Linked DNA regions of Rattus norvegicus: region 2 is linked to region 1. A link is a contact called in public Hi-C data. All regions are on one chromosome and are shown on one strand. The core of a region is the stretch at or near the end of the contact, and the rest is flanking DNA. Distances in the headings are between cores, read along the strand shown. Region 1 has its middle 140 kb from the start of Slc7a11. Region 2 has its middle 120 kb from the start of Noct.

The links. A called contact is a pair of places that touch in the nucleus more often than the background predicts.
Region 2: a Hi-C map of frontal cortex shows a contact between it and region 1, with 4 times the contacts expected there. The contact joins two enhancer-like sites. A contact is called at or near these places in 8 of 12 Hi-C or Micro-C datasets (the Rat2 cell line, Schwann cells, frontal cortex and 5 more).

The regions. Positions count from the first base shown.
Region 1 is chr2:136,528,962-136,532,583 of GRCr8, forward strand. No RefSeq gene overlaps it. Among named protein-coding and RNA genes, the nearest start is that of Slc7a11, 140 kb to the right of the region's middle. Within about 2 kb of position 2,025, at least 8 of the 93 cell types and tissues checked have an H3K27ac peak or open chromatin away from gene starts, as enhancers often do.
Region 2 is chr2:137,300,253-137,303,874 of GRCr8, forward strand. No RefSeq gene overlaps it. Among named protein-coding and RNA genes, the nearest start is that of Noct, 120 kb to the right of the region's middle. Within about 2 kb of position 1,554, at least 18 of the 93 cell types and tissues checked have an H3K27ac peak or open chromatin away from gene starts, as enhancers often do.

The DNA.
Region 1 (3,622 bases), core at 775-3,274:
TTCCCAGGGTAATTTTTCTTCTACAGATGTCCACAGAAGTCTCTGTTCCCATTATCTCTGAAATACAGAATATTAAATAAATCATGTTAAAAGGTCATTACCATTTGAGTAACTGGACAGGCATCCTCTACCTTGATAGAGATAGATAGATGAATAAAATTAATGATGCAGAAAATCAAATTGGGGGAACAGAGCAACTTTGTTGGGGACAATGGGTCACACGGGTGAGCTTATTTGGTCATACTTTTCCTGTCACAGCTGAGAAGTATGTGAGATTTGAACCTCTAAGGAAGTGATTCTCTAAGGGTCTAAGTGGCCTATCGAACTGAAATCCACTAAATACGATATGACTGTGTTAATAGTTTTCTTACCAAGAGGCAGGGCTGAAGACAGATCTGTGAATTTAGAGGACAAGCTCCGTGAAGTCGGGCCAATCACGCAATCGTGGCCATTCTCCACAAGCCATGTAAGTCAAATCTGCTACTGCCAGATGGGCAATGTAAGTCACTAAAACTGATGACCAGCAGACCTAGTGGGACTTCTCAGGAAACACAGACAGCTGTCTTCTGAAGCAAGTCAGGTGTGTGGGCCCTGGATGAGCTACAGTGGAAAGCACACGCCACACATGTGCATTTCAACTCCTATGGAAGAGGGTGGATGAGCCTGTCGATGGGAAAGACTCCGAGGGTTCAGTTCTCTCATTTAAATTGACAGGTGTTTATGGGTTTGACTGGAAACACTGTAAACCCCAAGGAAAGTGTTTGAAAAGTATTTTGTATGTTGGTTTATATGTGTTTGTGTACATATGTGCACATTGGAAACCAGAGGCCAATGTGCAGGAATTGAATCTACCCTTCTGTCATGTGGATTCCAGGGATTAAACTCGGGTCATCAGGTTTGATGACCTCTTCCCAGTGAGTCATCACACCAACCCTGTAAGGAGAGCTTTAATAGGTGTTCTTTTCAATTTATCTCTATATCGAGCTCTTCTTAGCATAGTGCTATTTACAGCACTCCCTTAACCAACTATGGTTAGCATGAACTACACACATTCCAATCTGCGAGATGAGTTTCAAAAAATTAAAAGCATCCGTCATAGCAAAGGCGTTGGATCAAGTCGATCCCTCTCTATAAAGAATGTTCTAAATCAAACTTCTATTTTGGGCAATTGTATCCCATGCTTTCCTGCAGATTTCCTTCTACCGCGGCCTTCCTCAGTCCCTGCTGGAATCTTACAGTCCTGTAGCTAAAGCTGGAGCCTGCTTCCATTGCTCACACTTCCCTGCATTCCTTTGTTTCATAACCCCTGCTGCCCAAGCCGGGTGTCTGCTGTTAATTTCCTGAGGACCGTATAGAATGTGGCCAAAATGAGAAGCATCAGTGCCGAAGACGTAGGCGATGCCTTTAATTGATCAGATAATCATGGACCATTTAGTTTTGCTTTCACTCAGACTTCAAAGCACCATGCCGCACGTTTGCTTTATTTTGGCAGACGGCAGAAAGCCTGAAACTCTTCAGGAGGTAGGGAAGCTATGGAAATTAGGCATCTGCCCAAAATCGAGGATGAGAAGTAAACACCCCATTTTTAATGTCTTCTTTGAACTGAAAAGTAAAAGGGCTCGTGAGGACATTTGAAGAGAGGGAAGAGACAATTTTCAAGACCGTGAACTTAAGTCCATTTGACAGGAGAGGATGACGTCTTAGGGCCACGAAATATCGGTCGTTCCTCATTAAAGCCTCATCAGCCCTATGGAGATGAAACAGGGATTTCAGGGTCCCCTCCTCTTTGTCCATCAGCACGCTTTAGCCCATGGTAGGGACACTCGCCTGGGAGGATTTATTCATGCCCTTCTGAACTTCTAACAGAGCCTCTCCTTTGAGTAACCATTTAAAAGAAGATTAAATTCAATTAGGCTGTATCTTTTCCTCGTGACAGGCTGACTTCAAAGAACACTTTATGTACTTTTCTACCCCATTGGCCTCCGAATGCTGGTGGGCAGACACAGGGCACCTTCACACTCGGGAAGAAAGGCTGGGGCTGTTTTTCCACTCACTTACCCTCTGTATTTTAAGAATGGCTGGCACCTGACAGGATACCCAGCAGCACTACAGCGCTGCTCAGAGACCAGCTAAGCTTGTGACCATTTGGAAATGAAACCAGAGCCCTGCACCCAGCCCACGCGCCCGCCCTTGCTTTAGGGCCTAGAGTCGCCTTGGGCGCTATGATCTCTATAAAGCTTAGCGGGCCCTGGGTTTTTCTTTGATTTTCTGAGTTTACCGGTAATAAATTGAGAACACGGAGTACTAACCTGCATATGGAAATTTTGTTTTAATCTGAAACTGGGGAATGGTTTAATTAATGATCATGTGAGTCCAATTGGCTCTTTGGTTAAATTACATTTTTATTGAGAATTCCATATATTTTGATCAACTCTATCCCTAATCCCGCTCCTCCAACCCGTCGCCCCCCCCCCCCATCCCACCCACCATTTTTCTCCCAACTTTGCACGCTTTGTTTTTAATCACACTGGGTCCACTTAGTGCTGCCTGGATGTGCGTGGGTGTAGAGCATGCTGCTGGAGCCGGGACAACCCCTCTAGGATCACATTCCTGAAGATAACTGATTCAGGCGCTGCCAGGCGCCAGCAATTGCCAACCGCTCTTCAGCGGGGAGTGGGCTTCATGAGGCCTCCCCGGGAGTCCATGCTGGGATTCTAACTGATTTGATCTTGTGCCAGTCTTAAGCGTGTATTCACTGCCACTGTGAGTCCCTGTATACAAGGACCACGTCACGCCCTGCGAATGTTGTTTGCTGTAGATGTCGACTACCCTGGAGCATATTGACTCCTTCTGTGGTGATCTCTGAGAAGGGGGCTGTGGATAGGACATAGAGGAGTGACAGAGATACCTACATGTGAGCACTCCACACTCTCCTGTTCTCTGCAAGTTGGCCAGTTGTGGGATCTCTGTTAAGATGTTTTACAAAAATGGGGGGGGGTAAGAAATTAGGAAGAGTTACCTACCATGTTTATTTAACAAAATAATAGTAATAGACGGTCCGTACATTTATTAATAACACTGCATGCAATACTTACTAAGAATTTCACGTCTTCAAAAACAAAGTCAGTATGTGGAAGGAAGAACAGCGCTGAGTAATTAGATCCTGAAGGAAACCATCAGATTACGATTTAATCCTTTTCTTTTTATTCATGAACTGTTTGTGAGAAGGAAAAGAAATATGACAAGGAGAAGCAGACATCTAAGAAGAAAGAAATAAATAAATAAAAGGAAAACGCCGGCATTTGCAGCCGGCAGCTTGGAACTAAAGACCAATTCCTCTCACAGAGACAAAAAGTGCACCTGCTTCTCAACACCTCCTTCCTATTAGCTGCTGGGACACACGGGCCATTGTGGGTTTTATCTTTCCATAATTGTGTTGCTGCTTCAGCCAGGACGCGGTGGCATTCGGCCAAGGTTTCCCTGCACGGTTGCATTTTCTACAAAGATAAAGAAGGGAGAAGAAGAGTGTTTAAAGCAACCCCTTCCTTCATGCTGGTGTATTAGCAAAGGTGGTAGGGAGAACTGCGCTCCTGGCGATCCAGTGGGCTGCCCACTGTTCGCC
Region 2 (3,622 bases), core at 304-2,803, 770 kb after region 1:
TTTTCTATTTTTCTAATCTCACATTTTGCAATTGATAAAGAGTTCACCGACCAGGTGCCAAAAAGCACATCGCAATGAGGACATTTTAGTGCTTTTATTGCATGACATGACTGATAAAAGGATTGATACTGAGAATAAACTGAGAGGTAGATAAATGAATGATACCATCCATCCATATATACAGGCATATATACATAGACAGATGGATGGATGGATGGATGGACGGACGGACAGATAGATTCTGCTGATAATGGTCCCTTTTTTTTTTTTTTTTTTTTTTTTTTTTTTTGGCATGGGCTCATACAGTCCAGGCTGTCCTCAATCTCAATACATAGCCAGAAATGACTTTGAACTCCTAATCCTCTTGCCTCTGACTCCTGGGTGCTTGTATTATAGGCTTGCTCATTTTAGCATTAATTTTAATGCTCATGAGTCCTATTTCTCAGGTAATACAAGAAAGAAGTTTAAAAGCAGGAGCAAAATAAAAATAAATGTAATTCTGTCCCACCAACACGTTACTGTCACACTCTCCAACAGGCAAATGTGTTTTAAATGAAAGATATTAGTCACTGGTTTCCCCTTAACATCCCTTCCAAGTGAAGGAGATTTTTGGTAAACTTGTCTTTCTAGCCTGCACACTCTGTCTCAGGCAATCAATGAGAAAACATTTTTTTGACAAGTCAAATGTCCATGATTAAGAGGAGAAACAGCCCTCTCTCTGCAGAATATATGACTTACTCCGGCTCAGTCCCTCAAGACATCAATCTGCATCTCACTGCAGACACAGGCCCGGTGTCTTGGTCAGTGCACACATTAAAGGCTCCGTCCTCTGCTACTTAAGAGAGAGATTTAACATTAGCTCATGTTAGATGTAAAGGAACAACCTTCTCCATTGAAAGAGAAATTTTATTTCTCGGAGAGAAAAAATACAGCATGCAGTCACTCCAGTGCATTATGAACCTGCTATTGCGTGTGGAATTTATGGTCGAGGTCTCTTCTCTTCCGCAAGGATTCTTCACCTCTAAAGGCAGAGAATTAAAGAGCGCAGAGCCACCAAAAAAGTTTCACGGACCTTTACTGCCATCTAGTGCTCAAAGTCTGTCATGCCTCGCCAATGGTTTCCTCTAGGAATTTGAAGAGATTGAGGCCCTGGCAGGGAAAGCTCAGAGAGTTCTAAATGAACTTGGCAGTAAACAGCGTTGGCCCACACAGAACTGTTGTGCCTGAAAACAGTGACCTGGATACATGACATTTCCACACTGGCTCCCATAGAGAGCTGCAACTGGATCTCATGGCTGCCCCTGCTTACTCATCCACTGGAAGCAAGCTGGTGTGTGTGTGTGTGTGTGTGTGTGTGTGTGTGTGTGTGTGTGTGTGTGTGTGTTGTACATACACAAGGAAAGCCTGAAAATGCCCCATGCTAAGAGCCCTACATGATCCCAAGCGGCACCATGAAGGGCTATATGCAAAACCACCCCCACATGACTTCTACATTTAGATCCTGATGCCAATATCCTCCACTAGGGCCTTCCTCGTCTATGCTCTCTCTGGCTTGAAGGCTTATAAACAGAAGCCAGATGTAGGCTGCATGAAAGTGCCATTATTAGGACTGTCCAGGGACACAACAGACAGCAGCTTCCGTGGTTGGTGGAATGTGACCTGGATCCTGCCGGCCTCACAGAGGCAGCATCTCTGTGTCCTCCCTTCCTCTGCAGCCCTACACATGCCAACGGGATAGGAACAAAGTGGTCAGAGGCTCGGGGACTTAATCTATGAACTTCCCTTCCTTCTCTACCAAACTCTGTTCTAGCTGATGTCGTTCTAAGAATCACATTTGAATGCTAGGTCCCAAACCTGTGGCACTGCAGAGAGGTGGTGTAAGTTATAAGGGGGGCCTGGTGGCAGGAAGTTAGGTCACTGGGAGCACACCCTTGCAGGTGCTATTAGGACCCTGTCCTCTCTCCTTCCTGTTTCCAGGCTGCTGTGAGGCAACCTGACCTTCTGTATCATGTGTTCCCACCATGGTACGGTATGAGACCACAAGCCAAAAGCAAAATGGTCATGGATGGAAACCATGACCGCAAATCAACCCTTTTTCTTAGACATTCTTTGTCTTCTTATACAATATCTAAGAGCTGGCTAACACTTCGGCCCTAAACTTTAAGGGGAAGATCAGATGGGAACAGTCCATGGTACCTCAATCTTTTGTATCTGTGAGGAAGAGAGTTGGAGATGAGGAGAAAGCGTTGTTGGCATTGCAAGGTTCAGAACATCCAGGATACAAAGTTCAAGCCACGGGTGTCAGAGATGCTCTCAAGATCAGGCCAGTGGCTGAGTGTGGTCATACCTCCACCACGTCCTTCGACCCAAAGTCCGTGTGTTCAGCAATCATGGTTCTCTGCCATAGTTATGCTTATTGCTCTGTTTTAACCACTTTTAGTTATGTTCTAATATAGTAGAGAATATGAAAGTAAAAGGTCGGTGGGATGCATATTCACTTCTATGATCCCCATCTATTTCATCTCCTGACAGAATGTATGCCTCCTCATCAGAAGAACCAGGGTCCTTTCTTCACCCTGTCCTGAAAAGCAGGACTACTAAAGGGCGTGCCTCACTGGGCTGCTGTCAGAATGAAGATGTTGCCAGATGTAGAATTCTCCCGAGCGCACTAAGTGCTCTCAAGGTTAGCTGTTACTAAGGCTTGGGGCACAAACGGAGCTGGGGGAGCCAGGGGTGCCTTGCTCTCTAAAATCTTTCTGTGCTTGAGTGCGTATGTTTGCTTTCAAAACCAGCCATGTCTCCTTTCTCCAACTTTAAACTCCTTAAGAAGATACAGTGTTAAGAGAACTGCCAAGTGACTCCTACCAGGGCTGGGTCTATTGATATTGTTTAGCTAAATGGATAGATTATCGAACTGCCTTCTAACCTCATATCTCCATGCCCATAATTACTGCAGCTCCCAGGCCTCGTCAGAGGAGTTTATTTGTGAAGTGGACAACAGTTAATGAAGAAGTTCACAACTCATCAAAGGCACAAATGGGACATCTATCACAGAGACAGACAGACAGACAGACAGACAGATGACAGACACAGAGACACAGACTCAGGGACCAGCACAGAACATGAGACAAAAGATTCTGAGTCAGGGGTCAGGAAGGAGCAAAGCAAAACAGTGTCTTGTGAGCATGACGAGATCCTTACACTGGCAAACCCATGGCAGTTGCAATTGCCTTCACCAAGACTTAAACAAGGCCAGGCCAGTCAATGCTCTAGCATGCACTGAGAAGAGGTCCACTGGTCCACCACTGACTAAGGACCTATTGACAGTCAATGGCTTCTGCGAGAGGGTGTGGCTCCTGGAAGATGAGCTACACTCCAGTGGAGACACCACATCCATGAGCATTATGGGCTGCACAAACTGCACTCAAAGGGTCGGTTTCTTTGTTTTGTTTTTTTCTGAGGACCAGAAGTTGGAATAGGTCTGGGAGGAGTTAGGAGGAGTGTGGGATGAACATGATCAAAACACGTTATTAATAAAATGCTATGTTCAGAATGTTGTAGGACTCTACAGCTACCAAACCACCCACAGCTCAGGAGGCAAAGAAAATTGAATGCAACAGGT